2 separate regions of the Mus musculus genome follow, and region 1 is linked to region 2. Evidence: chromatin contacts called from public Hi-C data. All regions are on one chromosome and are shown on one strand. The core of a region is the stretch at or near the end of the contact, and the rest is flanking DNA. Distances in the headings are between cores, read along the strand shown.

The links. A called contact is a pair of places that touch in the nucleus more often than the background predicts.
Region 1: a contact with region 2 is called in a Hi-C map of embryonic fibroblasts, with 2.3 times the contacts expected there. The contact joins two enhancer-like sites. A contact is called at or near these places in 2 of 484 Hi-C or Micro-C datasets (adipose-derived mesenchymal stem cells and embryonic fibroblasts) and 1 of 115 datasets of contacts at active chromatin or transcription factors (embryonic stem cells).

What each region holds. Positions count from the first base shown.
Region 1 is chr15:53,218,173-53,224,978 of GRCm38.p6, reverse strand. All of the region lies in intron 1 of Ext1 (exostosin glycosyltransferase 1), which reads left to right. Among named protein-coding and RNA genes, the nearest start is that of Ext1, 120 kb to the left of the region's middle. Within about 2 kb of position 2,343, at least 85 of the 459 cell types and tissues checked have an H3K27ac peak or open chromatin away from gene starts, as enhancers often do. A contact at or near this core is called in embryonic fibroblasts, where this site is marked.
Region 2 is chr15:52,999,503-53,005,826 of GRCm38.p6, reverse strand. No RefSeq gene overlaps it. Among named protein-coding and RNA genes, the nearest start is that of Gm41323, 69 kb to the right of the region's middle. Within about 2 kb of position 3,691, at least 31 of the 459 cell types and tissues checked have an H3K27ac peak or open chromatin away from gene starts, as enhancers often do. A contact at or near this core is called in embryonic fibroblasts, where this site is marked.

The DNA.
Region 1 (6,806 bases), core at 1,094-3,593, 220 kb before region 2:
TAGGGACCCAGTGAAATGAATAGATAAAAAGGTTTTGTAATTAGTAGATCAACTGTTTATAAATTAATGGGTAGCTCCAAAGTACTACAGGGGACCCAAAATAGTTTCTGCCAAGTGTTTTATCTATTCTTGGAATGGCCTTATTCATGCATTATAATTTGCTTAGCCGTTCGTCCTCCATAGACAGCACAAAGATTAGTTACAACCTCCTCTCCTTTGAATACTGTAGTTTCCTTATTAGTAAAGTCAAACCTGATAACTTTTAAAAACAAACAAACAAACAACGGCAGCAGTTTAAAAACAAAAACCCATTTAGGAACATTATGATGTCTGCAGACATTTTCCTACGGACATAATACTCTTTAAGTCTGTTCACATCCTCATGGCTTCACTCTTGAGGCGTAGGCTCACCCAGCCTCTGGATAGAAGACACCATATTTGGGCAGTCAATAAACCTGCAAATGGTCCCTTGAAAAGGAAGCTACTGATGGATCTGGCTTTTCCATGAATGACAGCATAGCCACAGACAGCAGAGGACCGCTTCCTGGCCCACAGCAAACACCACCCTGCTGTGCAGTCCCTGCATGGGGCTGCCCTCCCAGCAGGGATGTGTGTTTCCCCGGGTGCCTGAGGACTGCAGCTTGGCCTTTTTGTTTACAGGAGAGAGGACAGTGACCTCTGTCTTCCAGCTGCTGTGAATGAAAACAGTGTTGGAGAACCAGAGTGAAGTTTCCACTTTACGAGTCACTGAGGGGGGAGGGGGGAAGGAATGGGCAATCTGGGTGGGGGTGGGGCATATTCTCAACCTTCCCTAGTGAAAGAGTGGGTGGGATAAAGTTCAGACCTTTGGATTAGAACACAGATGATGGGAAAGTGGAAAGAGACTAGTTCTTCAGCAAACTTTCTGGGCAGGCTTTCCATATATTGAGTTTGGAAGAGAAACAGAAAAGGCATACACACAGTTTGTAAGGACTTACTTTTTCAAACAGTGGCATTAATTGTGTACGCTTAGGGATGGGATTCTCCTCTCTCAAGGTCTCTCCCGAAGAGAAACAGCTGCTCATTAGCTAGCTTAGTGTGACTTAAAATCTGGAGGCTGTTCAGCACTGCTGTGTGGCTGTTTCTCAAGTTTTGCTTGGTGGTAACCGTCAAAGAGAAGCTCCTGTCCAGGGTCAGGGAATATGGACGGGGTGGATCCCTCCTGGGTCACCACCTCCTGCCAGGAAGCAAGCTGTGTGGAAGCAAGCAGTGGAAGCTTGCCAAAAAGACATCCTGATCTCGGCACTCCTGGAGCTTGCAAATACCAATTATTTTCAATTGAAAGTTAAATGCATAATTGTATACTGTAACCTTATCATTAGAAATTTGCAACGTTACCGATGACACAGACAGGGTACAGTGATTCAAAAATACCTGGGTTAGTCAGAGAGGCAGTGGTTTTAAGCTCTGACAATTCAAGAAGGTCTCCGAGGTGGTAGCTTTTGAACGGAGACAGAAAATCAGGATGAATCGGCCATGTGAGGAGATGGGGGTAGAGTTGTTCCAAATAGGCTGGATGTAGGCAGATGTAGACCAAGAGGTCAACAGGAACTCTCTGCACATGATCCTTATGACCCTCCTCTTTTCTTCATTCTTCTTGTTTGTTTTTGTTCGTTTGTTTGTTTTTTTAATTTCTTAGATTTATTTTTATTATTTTATGTGTATGAGTGTTTTGACTGCATGTGTGCACCGCTTTCTAGCTTGGTGCACGAGGAAGTGGTGAGCCTCCGTGTAGGTGCCTGGAATCAAACCCTGGTCTTTCTCAACAAGTGCCCCTAAGTGCTGAGCCAACTCTCCATCCCAGATCCACAGGATCTTTCTTCTCTAAGGTTACTTTAGAGCCCAGGTACAAGGGAGACATGGAGGTACAGACTCTGTTTTGCATTTTAAAGAACTGCTTGTTTTATTTGCTTCCACTAACCAGCTTCCTTGGTCCCCCCTCCCTACACTTTCCATCACCCTCTTTCCTTTTGGAGTCTATCAGCCTGTTTGTAGAGATCATGTGATCTTTTTGCATTTTAACCTAATAAAGCAATGTCTTACGGTCAGGGACCAAAAGCTGGGCCTGTCACTTAGAATCCCTTCTACTTGTCCAAGTGGCAAACCTCGGAAGCTTCTCTGCTCTGATATTTTGTCTCCTTGGGTCTTATTATATCTTGCCCTATCTCTATGGCAAGATTGCAGGGAATTATCAAACCTAAAAGCGGTCTATCAGAAGTGCAGTTTCCCCTCTCATACTTACTGTAATGTGTGGATTAGTCATGGAACTGGTTGGTTGGCCACAAACCAGACCTAGCCTTCCCAGTGTCTCTATTTTCTGGAGACAGTCAGTAGAAATATGTCTCAGGAGGTCAGCACTAAGAGTGTGACTCATGTAGCTAAGACTCATCTGTAGATAAACACTTCGGAGCTTCCCTTGCTGTCCCACCACATCCCCAGAGAGAAACAGAACCTTCTTCCTGTCCCACTCCCCTGTCTCACTTTCTCGTATTGAATGTAAGACTTGCATTTACTTAGTTAATGTTTGTATGTGGACACACTTTTTTGTACCGTGAAGTCAGTTTTCTGATGGTCAGAGAACAGTGTTGGGGAGTTCTTTCTGTCTACCTAGTGGGACCGGAGATCAAATGTAGTTTGTTGGCCTTGCTGTCCATGGCCTTTACCTGCTGAGCCATCTCACCAACTCCACGGTGTTTCCTCTCCCTTTCCTTTCTTCTTTTCCTTCCTTCCTTCTTTATCCTTTCCAGAGTTGTAACTTAGAGAGAAACTTTCAGATAAGAAGTACTTTTGCATAGTTAAATACAAACATTGGACTCCTTAATGTATCTCAGCATTTGAAATTAAGATTCCAAAGGGGAGATTTATGGCTGGGGGAGGCTGATGGGGTGGGGGGTAGGGGGGGCTTGTTATTGCTCAGTCTTCATGTTGTAAGCATGTGGAAGAAGGATGTGTGAAATACGAGTATGATGATATGATGGGAGAGCTGCAATGTGGTTGCTTAGACATCACAAGGCGAGGACCGGGACAGACACTCAGACTGACGCTAGGTATGAAGTCAGGTTGGTGGTAGCATTCCCACTCTACATCAGGAAAGAGACTCCTTCATGTCACAGGAAGCAGAAGGCCTGCATTCTGTGGGTCTCTCCAGACAGACCCACATTTCACAGCCCTAGACAATGACTGTGGTGACAGCTCTTTCATGTGAAAGGAAATGAAGGCCAGGGCAGCATGGTGTCTCCATTTACTCCTTGGTTGAATACCCAGGTTGGGGACTAGCACTACTAAGGAAGATCTGCAGTTTCACTGGAGGAGAGAAGCCTAATGGTGGCTGGCTTCCCCCTGAGCCTTCAGGTTTGAAGTATTTTGTGTGTGCACGGCAGAGCACTAGTGTTGGGGGCGGGGGTAGATCTGGGGCTACTTAGATGAACTGCACATTGTTTCTTCCTCTGTGGGTCAAATCCCAAACCAGACAGTGATTTAGGGAAGCTAAAACTGAACTCTGGTTGACAGTGCTTCGTGATACAAGTATTAATCTGCCCTGTCTATGACAGTGTTCATTCCTTTTTATGGAAGTGGGTGGTTGCGGATCTCCATAGCACCTCAACTCATTATTAATACTCACTCTGATTTCATCCCAGAATTTGATAATTCCCTTTTCTACTAACATTAAAATATCACAACAGAGAAAACAAATAACCCTACCTGACTAGGGTGTGTGAAATCCTCTATGAACAGGCACGTGGAGACATACTAGGTAGATGAAAAGTCTGAGGTCTGAGTACTTAATTCTGCTGTTCTGTGTATCTCAATAAAAACACCAAGACCCCAGTGTCAGGGCCGTGCTCCCTCCTCGAGTCAGACCTAGGATACCTATAGCTGGTCCTTACTTCTCTTTTTCTCACCCTTTATTCCCCTGGTTTTTACCCCTTGTCACTACATAGGAGAAAAAGAAGGATAGAGGGAGAGAGAGAGAGATCCCTTAATCTAATTTGTTTCCTTTTGTTTCGTCTTTGAAAGACTGCTAATAAACCACATCTAACCTTCTCTGAATGACCAACAATCACCCCCGCCCGCCCCCCTCCTCCCCCCCCCTCCCGCCTCTGGGGCCCTAGCATTTACATATCCTGTGAGAAGTTCCCAGAATTCCAAATGTCACACCATGACAAAACAACACGCCTGGTAGAGCATGAGGCAAATCATAGTCAGCTGCTGTGGTCAGCCCGAAGCAGCCCTATAACGCACACATGAGGTTAAAACGAAAACATATTCTTATAATATTTCTGTGTTTTTTTAAAGAAACCAAAATTCCAGAACTTTCACAGATACCAGTGCTAACAAGTCATTATTTTTGCTGTCCATTTTGCACTTTCTCCCTTTGATAGGATCTTTTTCCTAAAGCTTACCAAGGGCTCCCCTTACCCCCGCTGTCCCCTGTGTATTTTGAATCTTCTTGATTCCACTATTTTATGGTTAAATTTCCCATTTAAGATTGAAATCTTAGCCGGGTGATTGTGGCACATGCCTTTAATTCCAGCACTGCCTCCATAGGCAGAAGATTTCTGTGAGTTCAAGGCCAGCTTGGTCTACAAAAAGGTCCAGGTTAGCCAAGGCTACACAGAGAAACCCTATCTAAACAAACAAACAAACAAACAAACAAACAAACAAACAAGTAAGTGGTTGAAATCTATATCATTTCCTTAACTCATTGAATTGTATGCAATGCCACCTGTTGAGTACCCGGCCCCATGAGCTTTGATGATGCCTATGTTTTTATAATTGCCAGTGGATTCAAATAAATACCGTAATGCCCCTTGTGTCTCACTCATTTGTTTTGCACATTGTTAGAGTTTATACAGGGGAAGCCTGGGAGTATGTACTCATTTGGCTCCTGCTTTTGTAATTCAGCATCACGTCTCTGAGGTTCATCCAAGAAGCTGCATGTTTCTGTAGTCCATTCTCAGCTATTCCCAAGGAACAGGAGTATTGTGGCAACGACGACGATGCTCTAGTGTGTTTACCCATGCTTCTCTCACTGAACATTCCATTGGACTCTGGTTTGGGACCGTTTATGAATGGCGCTTCTGTGCATATTCTGATACATATCTTCATAGAGCCAAACATTTATTTTTGTTGGTTGTTCAGCTGCAAGTAGAATTGTGGGTGATTGGCTAGTTGTATATTTTAATGGGACATAAGAGAATTTGATATTAAAAATTATGATTCCCAAAAGGCTTTTTAGAATATGTTTTTCATGGATTGAGAGAGAGCTCTGATGTAGACCTGAATGCATTTTACTTAGTCTGAGATACTCATTTTGTCTTTAAAGTCCAAAACATCTTCCCTACATCATGTTGCTGTCTTCTCTGCTAGCCATCTTTCTTTTCCAGTATCTAGATTATTTCTGATAAAAAAAAATACTAATGTGTGCTTAGAATCATCACTGTCCAAATCTTGCATTAAAAATGACTCCTGGTTTGACATTGGACTACAGACAAGTGTATCGAATCATGTGAATGAAAATTAAAGTGTTATAGTAGTTGACTTTTCAAATGGGTTATTTGGATATCCATCAGTTGTGACGCTCTAGTTCTGTCTGATACCATAAAGCACTTCTGTACTCTGAATGAAGCAGCCAGTTGGAACAGAAGAAGGAACCATTGTCTGTCATGTTCTTTACCTAGGTCCCTCCTCCTTAGAAGTCAGGCTGTGGTGTCAGGAACAATGTCGCCGCCTGGATGTAAGAATCTAACAACAATCAGACAAGACTTCCTGAGGTTGTGCGTCTGAAGGAAGAGACAAAATTTAGGTAGTTTTTTTGGCGATGGAGTGTTAGAGAAGAGTCTGTCCTCTGGGCAAAGCAACTGCATAGCATCCTTAAGAGAAAGGAGGCCATGAAATGGCCATTGTCTTCAGCTGTCGATTTAAGGGCTAAAACATCATTTATTGACCTCATGATGTTACTGCTATCTACATTTCTGAAATGCCTCTCACAGCTAATTTTCAAACCACATCAGGGGGGGAAAAAAACAGTCTTGAGATTTTAAAGCTTTTACCTAAGTGGTGAATCCCAGCTGGAGCCTCACTAGATTTCTCTTCTGGGAGGAAGGCCATATTGAATTGGCCCTGATTTTTGCTTAAACTAGCTAGTAGCTATAGGAACAAGAGCCATGTCGGGACAGCAGTGAAAAATAGAACCTAGGCATTGATCATTTATGGTGTCAGCTGATGAGAGCTAGTAAAGAAGGCAGGTCCAGAGAGCCATGGGAAATGGGGTTGGGGGAGGAGGATACTGGGGCAAGTATAGGGCTGGTGAAGGCAGGTGATGCAACCTTAGGGAGGATGCTAACTAGTTCCATGTTTTCCCCCCAGCTATATATTCTTAGTGTATCTAACAGTGTAACATATAAATAAAAGTGAAGGGAAAGGCTTTTCTATTGTCAATGTTAATCCTAGCCACTGATTCCCGTTTGATCCCATTGAATCAAAACTAATTAAAAATATTTAATGTTTTTATAGAGTGCGTGCATTTTGTGTGAGTGTGTGTATGTATTTATGGATGCAAGTCAGTGCAGGTCAGAGAACAACCTGTGAAAGTTCTTTCCTTCCACCATATGGTTTCCAGGGATCCAGGTTTGGGATTGTCGACCTTTATCTGCTGAGCGATCTTGCTGGCCAAACCTAGTTATTTTGAAGATAGGAGTGCTGCAAGAGCCAGTGGTTGGAAGGAGATAGAAGCAATGATAAGTTTGCGATAAATACATCCTTCA
Region 2 (6,324 bases), core at 2,442-4,941:
TAAAGTCTTCTGGTTTTCTATCACCTTGCAGGCAGTTACACTCTCCAGACATGAAAACCAGTAGCCTTTACAAGAGAAGTTTTCATGTTCAATCCAGACCCTGGATGTATTACTTAGGAAGATATTTTCTCCTTCCTCTCGTAAGATGTGAGAAGAGCGGAATATGGCAGTGTACACTTGTAATTCTAGGACTCAGGGGGATTATGAGGCTGAAGTCAATAAGTAAAATGATGAAGAAATAAAGATTAAGTCAATTTCTGCAGCGATTTGCCAGGGAAGTGTTAATTATTCTCTGTTTCCATCATTTACCAACTGACCTTCAAGGACTAATTGAAGTTGTCAGAGCTACCATTCTCAATCTTTGCCAGCTCCTCCTGATTTACATTCATTCCCAGAACATCACTTTATTGTTCTCAGCTAATAAACTGCAATGCTATGGAATTCCATGTCTGTTAACACTAGCTTATTAGCTCCATAAACACTGTTCATGTCTCATTTGTCTTCATATGTTCTGAGTTAGAGTGTGTCTAGCTTCATGTAACAAGAACAAAAGCAGAACTCAGCTAATATAAAAAATAAAGAAATATCTAGGTAACTTAATAGCAAGCTCCTAAGCAGAAGACTGTAAAAACTCTGATGTGCCGTGGTCATCCTGCGTCTGGCTCCCTACTTGGACCTTTCCTTTTTTTTTTTTTTTCTATTTTCAAGCTGGTGGCAAGAAGCATGCAGCAACAAAAGTAATAAACCTCAGATATGCATATGGCAATTTCCAAAAGCAAAGGGAAGTATCTTTCCCTAATGCTTTCTTTAGCCTGAAACTGTCTCAAAAGCCAACCTTCTCTTCTCAACCCAAACGGCCATGTAAGAACCAGAAAATAACAAGGTGAATGAGGTCACTGTGTCTGTATTGGGTCAATACGATTTCTGGACTACATGTCTGTGATATCATGGAGGAATGCAGAGAAGAAAGACCACAACATCTTCCCCTTACCTCCAGAACTCAGCATGAAAACCAGGACACAAATAGCACAAAAAAAATGTTGAGTGAGTGCTGTCATCTGTTCCACTAGCTGGTATGTCTTGTCAGGATGGCTATATTTAAACTTATCACCATTTACTTTATTCACTATTTAATGATTTTGCTTTCTATTATTATTATTTGATAATTTTCGTGAAGTTGAAACTTCCAGTTTCTTAGGAAAGTTAGTTATGTCAAATGTTGTTTTGTTGGGGCACATAGGTGAAAGATATCTTACTAAAACAAACAGGTGAAAGACTGTTTTCCTGAAGCAGACATAGGTGAAAGGATATTTTGATAGAAGTGAAAGGATCCTTGATCAAGGAGTATAAATATGACCACATAGACAGTGATAGACAGTGGGAGACAAGCACTGAACACTGGTTTGTTTTTGGTCTGCCTTGCCATTCTCCTCTAACTACAAGCATGCATTTGCCTGACATAGAATTGTTGAGCTCAGCTTGTGGTAATGCTGCCACTGAAAGAAACTCACCCACAAGCTGCTTGTGAGGTTTTTGCAACAGCTTGCAACTTCCAAGGCCTTGGCCTTGCCTTAGGTTGGTTGGCAAGCTTTGTGGTTTCTTCAGGATAGAACTACAGCTGCTGGTTAATGCCTGTTGTTTGCCTACCAAAAAGACTGGACTGAAACTGCTCAGTTGTATTTGGTGTCTGCTCCAGGACTGAACTGCAAGTTTATCCCCTAAGAACTATTACTGAACAGGTCCACTTCCCCCATATCCTAATAACCTCTCTCCTACTACCTCTGCCGAGTGGTGAGCTAGAGAAGAAGTTGAACCTTTATTGAAAGTAGGTTGCAAAAAATTTATGCCTACATTTTTGTGCATCGGCCTTGTTTTAATATCAGACATTAACTATGTAAGGCAGGATCTATGGAAAATAAATATTAGCTGATTAAATAAAAAGTTCTGGTTGCATATACAGTTACCAAACCTGGACACTATTGTGGGTGCCAACAAGTGCTTTCTGACAGGAGCCTGATATAGCTGTCTCCTGTGAGGTTCTGCCAGTGCCTGACAAATACAGAAGTGGATGCTTGCAGTCAACCATTGGACCCAACAGAGGAGCTAGAGAAAGGACCCAAGGAGCTGAAGGGGTTTGCAGCCCCATAGGAGGAACAACAATATGAACTAACCAGTACCCCCAGAACTCCCAGGGACTAAACCACCAACCAAAAAGTACACATGGAGGGACCCAGGGCTCCAGCTGCATATGTAATTGAGGAAGGCCTTGTCTGACACCAATGGGAGGAGAGGCTCTTGGTCCTGTGAAGGCTCGATGCCCCAGTATATGGGAATGCCAGAATAGGGAGGCGGGAGTGGGTGAACAGGGGGAGGAGTGATGGGATATGGGGCTTTCAGAGGGGAAATCAAGAAAGGGGATAACATATGAAATGTAAATAAAGAAAATATCTAGTAAAAAAAAGAGGCAAAATAATGATACTAAAAAAAAAAAAGTCCTAGTTGCTGTCCACTCAAGGGTGGAGACCATGATTGGATGTATAGGAAATGTTATGGCATACTTGTAAGTGTTAAGTGTGCAGAGAAGCACAAGTTAGGTGTTTCTTTGATAGAAAATCAATCTATAGGGGAAAAGAAGACTCTTTTGTGTTTAATTTTACTAAAGCTCTGTGGTGCTCCATTTAATAAATCTGGGACCCACAAGAAATCAATCACCAGATGAGACGATGTTCACACTAAACTTTCTCTGTATCAGGCAGAGGATGTCCTGTTTGTGTAAGAGAAGAGGAGGTGGTCTCTTCCATCTTTTGGAGTAATCCTGGAGTAGATTATCATGTGTAAACTATCTGGGAGACAAGCTACACTGAATATTGTTACGTCCACTAAACATTAAAGCATCCACATGGCCAGTGAAGGGCCAAAAATTGTTCAACTTATGATAATTATTGAACACATCTATAGTATTGGGTATTACTCAGATTGTCTTGCTTAAAAAGCCATTTTATCTGCTCAATTCAAGAAAATAGGTGCTGTTATGGATATCATTTTATTGCTGAGAAAACTAAGGTTACATAAACTAAAATAACTTTCCTAGGATCACTTTGTTGATAAATGGTGTTTGTTATCATTAGGGTTTACTGCTATGGACAAATACCATGCCCAAGGCAACTCTTTTAAAGACAATATATAATTGGGGCTGGCTTACAGGTTCAGAGGTTCAGTCCATTATCATCAAGGCAGAAGCATAGCAGTATCTAGGCAGATATGGTGCAAGAGGAGCTGAAAGTTCTACATCTTTGTCTGAAAGCTACTAGAAGACTGGCTTCCAGGCAGCTAGGACTAGGGTATTAAAGCCCATGTCCCCAGTTACACACCTATTCCAACAATGCCATACCTCATAATAGTGGCACTCCTGGCCCAAGAATATACAAACCATCATAATGGTATTAGGATTTAGATTCAGGATGTTTGTCTTCAGAGCCAGCTCTCTTGTTAGATGCTCGGAAAATTCTCATGTTCAAGGCTAATATAAGAAGCAAGACTAGATCATTTACAAGAAGGAAGATTGAGAAATATTAAAAGAGAAAAACAGCTCAGGGAGCAAGAAATGATATAAATTAGAGCAAATGAATCATGACTGTGGCATGAATGATGCAACATATTGGAATACAGTTCTCTCTTTGAAGGCAAATGATGTGAAGTTTGTTTAAGGAGGTTGGTTCTAATAGCTTAAAGTTGATGTCTGGGGCTGGACGGTATCTGACGTCATATAATTTACTGTCTAGCTGAGAAGAGAAGAATTATATTTGGATAACATTAGTAAATTATACAGGAGAGCAAATACATCACGGCAACTGAATGAGTACTATGGGTTAGACAGAGATCACATGAGAGGTCTTTTTCTCTGTGGTCATCATTTTGGGTTCACAGAGTCTGGCAAACTGAGAATTGCTTCCTCCAGAGTCAGAAGTTCTGAGTGCCAGGGAATAGCTGTCTCTGTGGTCTACAGTATTATATTTATGAATAATACTTTGAGAAGGCCTGTAGAGCATCTCTGGCTTGTCAAGATGAGGCAAACACAGCGATCCTGCTCTGGGGCCTCCACAGCCTGTTTGTACTGTTACCTGATGCTGGCAGTGGGGCTCTTCTTGATGGCCTCCTGTGAGAAGACTTGATTCCCTACTGTATTTGGCTGTGACAGCGGTCCTGTGGGTGGCTCCAGTATTAAGTTTGGAACAGAGGAAGTGTTGCAACACAAGCCAAGAATTGAATTTTATTTTTACAAGCTGCTTTTTATGGAATTGAATCTCTGTGACCCTCCCTGGTTACAAGAGGCTCACATTGGTGTAAGGGGCGGCTTGCATATCCTTCAATGGCAGGTAGATATTCTAACTATCCTCATGAGAGAGCACTTCCTTTGGGGAGCATCTTTAAATCTCGTGAATGATTTATTTTGGCATCTTTCCCCGCCACTATGTTTTAGCAGCACAGTCAGCTTTATGGGACAGGTAGATTGCTTTGCTTTAGAAGGAAGAGGTCTATCTCATTACTGCACATTCCAGTGTCCTTCTTCTCCATGAGAACCCAGGCTATGGCAGTTCAAATATAAATATGAGAAGTGGGGCTGATGGAGCAAATGAGGACTATCCCAAGCTTTCCTTGTGTCCGTGAGTAAAGGATTTGTTCACCTTCTGTTTCAGAATCTCCTTGGTAACTTAACCCAAAATCAAAACACCCTTCAGAAGATCCTGGCAAAGGAAATTATGCACTCATTAGCTTATAAAACAAAGTGGAAATGAAGAGGAAAGGGCAGAAGTCCCAGCCTCACTCTAACTCCTGACTCGACTCCCGTGGCTGGCTTTTGTTACTGGTGCTTTGATTTGGAGAAGTTATGTGCACTGGTGATTGAGAAATCAAGGAGAGACCATTTCAGGAGTTCTCAGGCTACATGACTTACTGTGAGTGAATAGACATGTGATATCTGTTTCCACCAACTGTAGCATGGAGCACCTGATCCAGCTCCAGGAAGGCTAAAGGCAAGGTCAATGTATGAATGCTGGTGACAGATGAGGGGATTATAACATAGCATCGTTGCTGTGGGTGGTCTGCTTTGTCTTTCCTCTGCGCTGACTCCTAGAATTGGAAGTATTTCTCCCTGCGAGACTGTGAGGCTGTCTGCTTATATTCTCTTTAGAAGCATGACAAAGCAGTGTCTCCATCAGATACCCGCCAGAGCAACCCCTGCTCAGAGATGCTCTCTGGTTGACCGTGTCCTCCGTTCCAGTGTGCTTTTAGTTGAGTGATGGATATACTTGATTCTGACTTTGCTTGGCATTAGGTATGAACTCATGTTCAGTCTTGGGAGCTGTCAGTGCGTGCTCTAAAGATAGGAGACTAAAGCAGCGATGAAGGGAGGGCCTCAGAGTGAACACCATGTCTCAGTGTTTTAGATGACTATTCTAGCAAAACTGATTGAAATGGGGAGGTGCAAAGTGTAAGGGGAAGCCCCTCCACCTCTTCTCTGAAAGGCTTACATCTTTGAAAACTTTCATATTATATCAAAGATACTTCCAATTGATATTAAAGGTATGAAACATAGAATGACAAAGATCATTGTGTTCTGAGTCAAAACATCAAAGAGGTGTATGGGATTTTGATTATATGTGTATATGGAAGTATGGATAGATTGATCTGTACCTTCCAGCAGAGAAAACTGGAGAGTGGGTGGTCATACATGGAGCTCTCAAGATTGATCAGAGTAAAAGACCTGGTCTCTGTGTTTAAGACAGAACCAACAAAAACTTAAGGCAGAGAGCTATGGAGCATGTATGACAAGTGCCAAGGGAAAACAGATGGCACCAAAGTCGTGACAGGAAAGCTGGGATCCGTAGAGCAGTGGTGCTACAGATGAAAACAAGTCAGTGAGTCTCAGCATGACCAAATCTTCAGTATCTGTGACTTCAAAGCCAATTTTGGCTCTGGATGAAGCTCTGATCCTATTCCCAACTCCAACTTTACCTGGACAGATAAATACTAATAGGTCAATATCATTTAGTATGCCATCGGACAAGAGATTCAAGCATCTTTGCTAATAAGAAAAGGTTAAAAACCCCTAGATGCTGTGAGGAAGCAGTTTCCCTAGAGTCCTTTGGCAACATTTGAGCCTCTTTCTGTTCCATGCTCTGTTCTAAGAATGCCCTGTACTTGACACGAGGCACCCCTGAAATAGCAAATGTCTTCTTTGGAGCTTGTGTCCTTTGAGTGTGAGTTTCATGGACTCATTTTACTTTGCTGCACCTATGGATCCAGTGGGGAAAGAAGAGATGC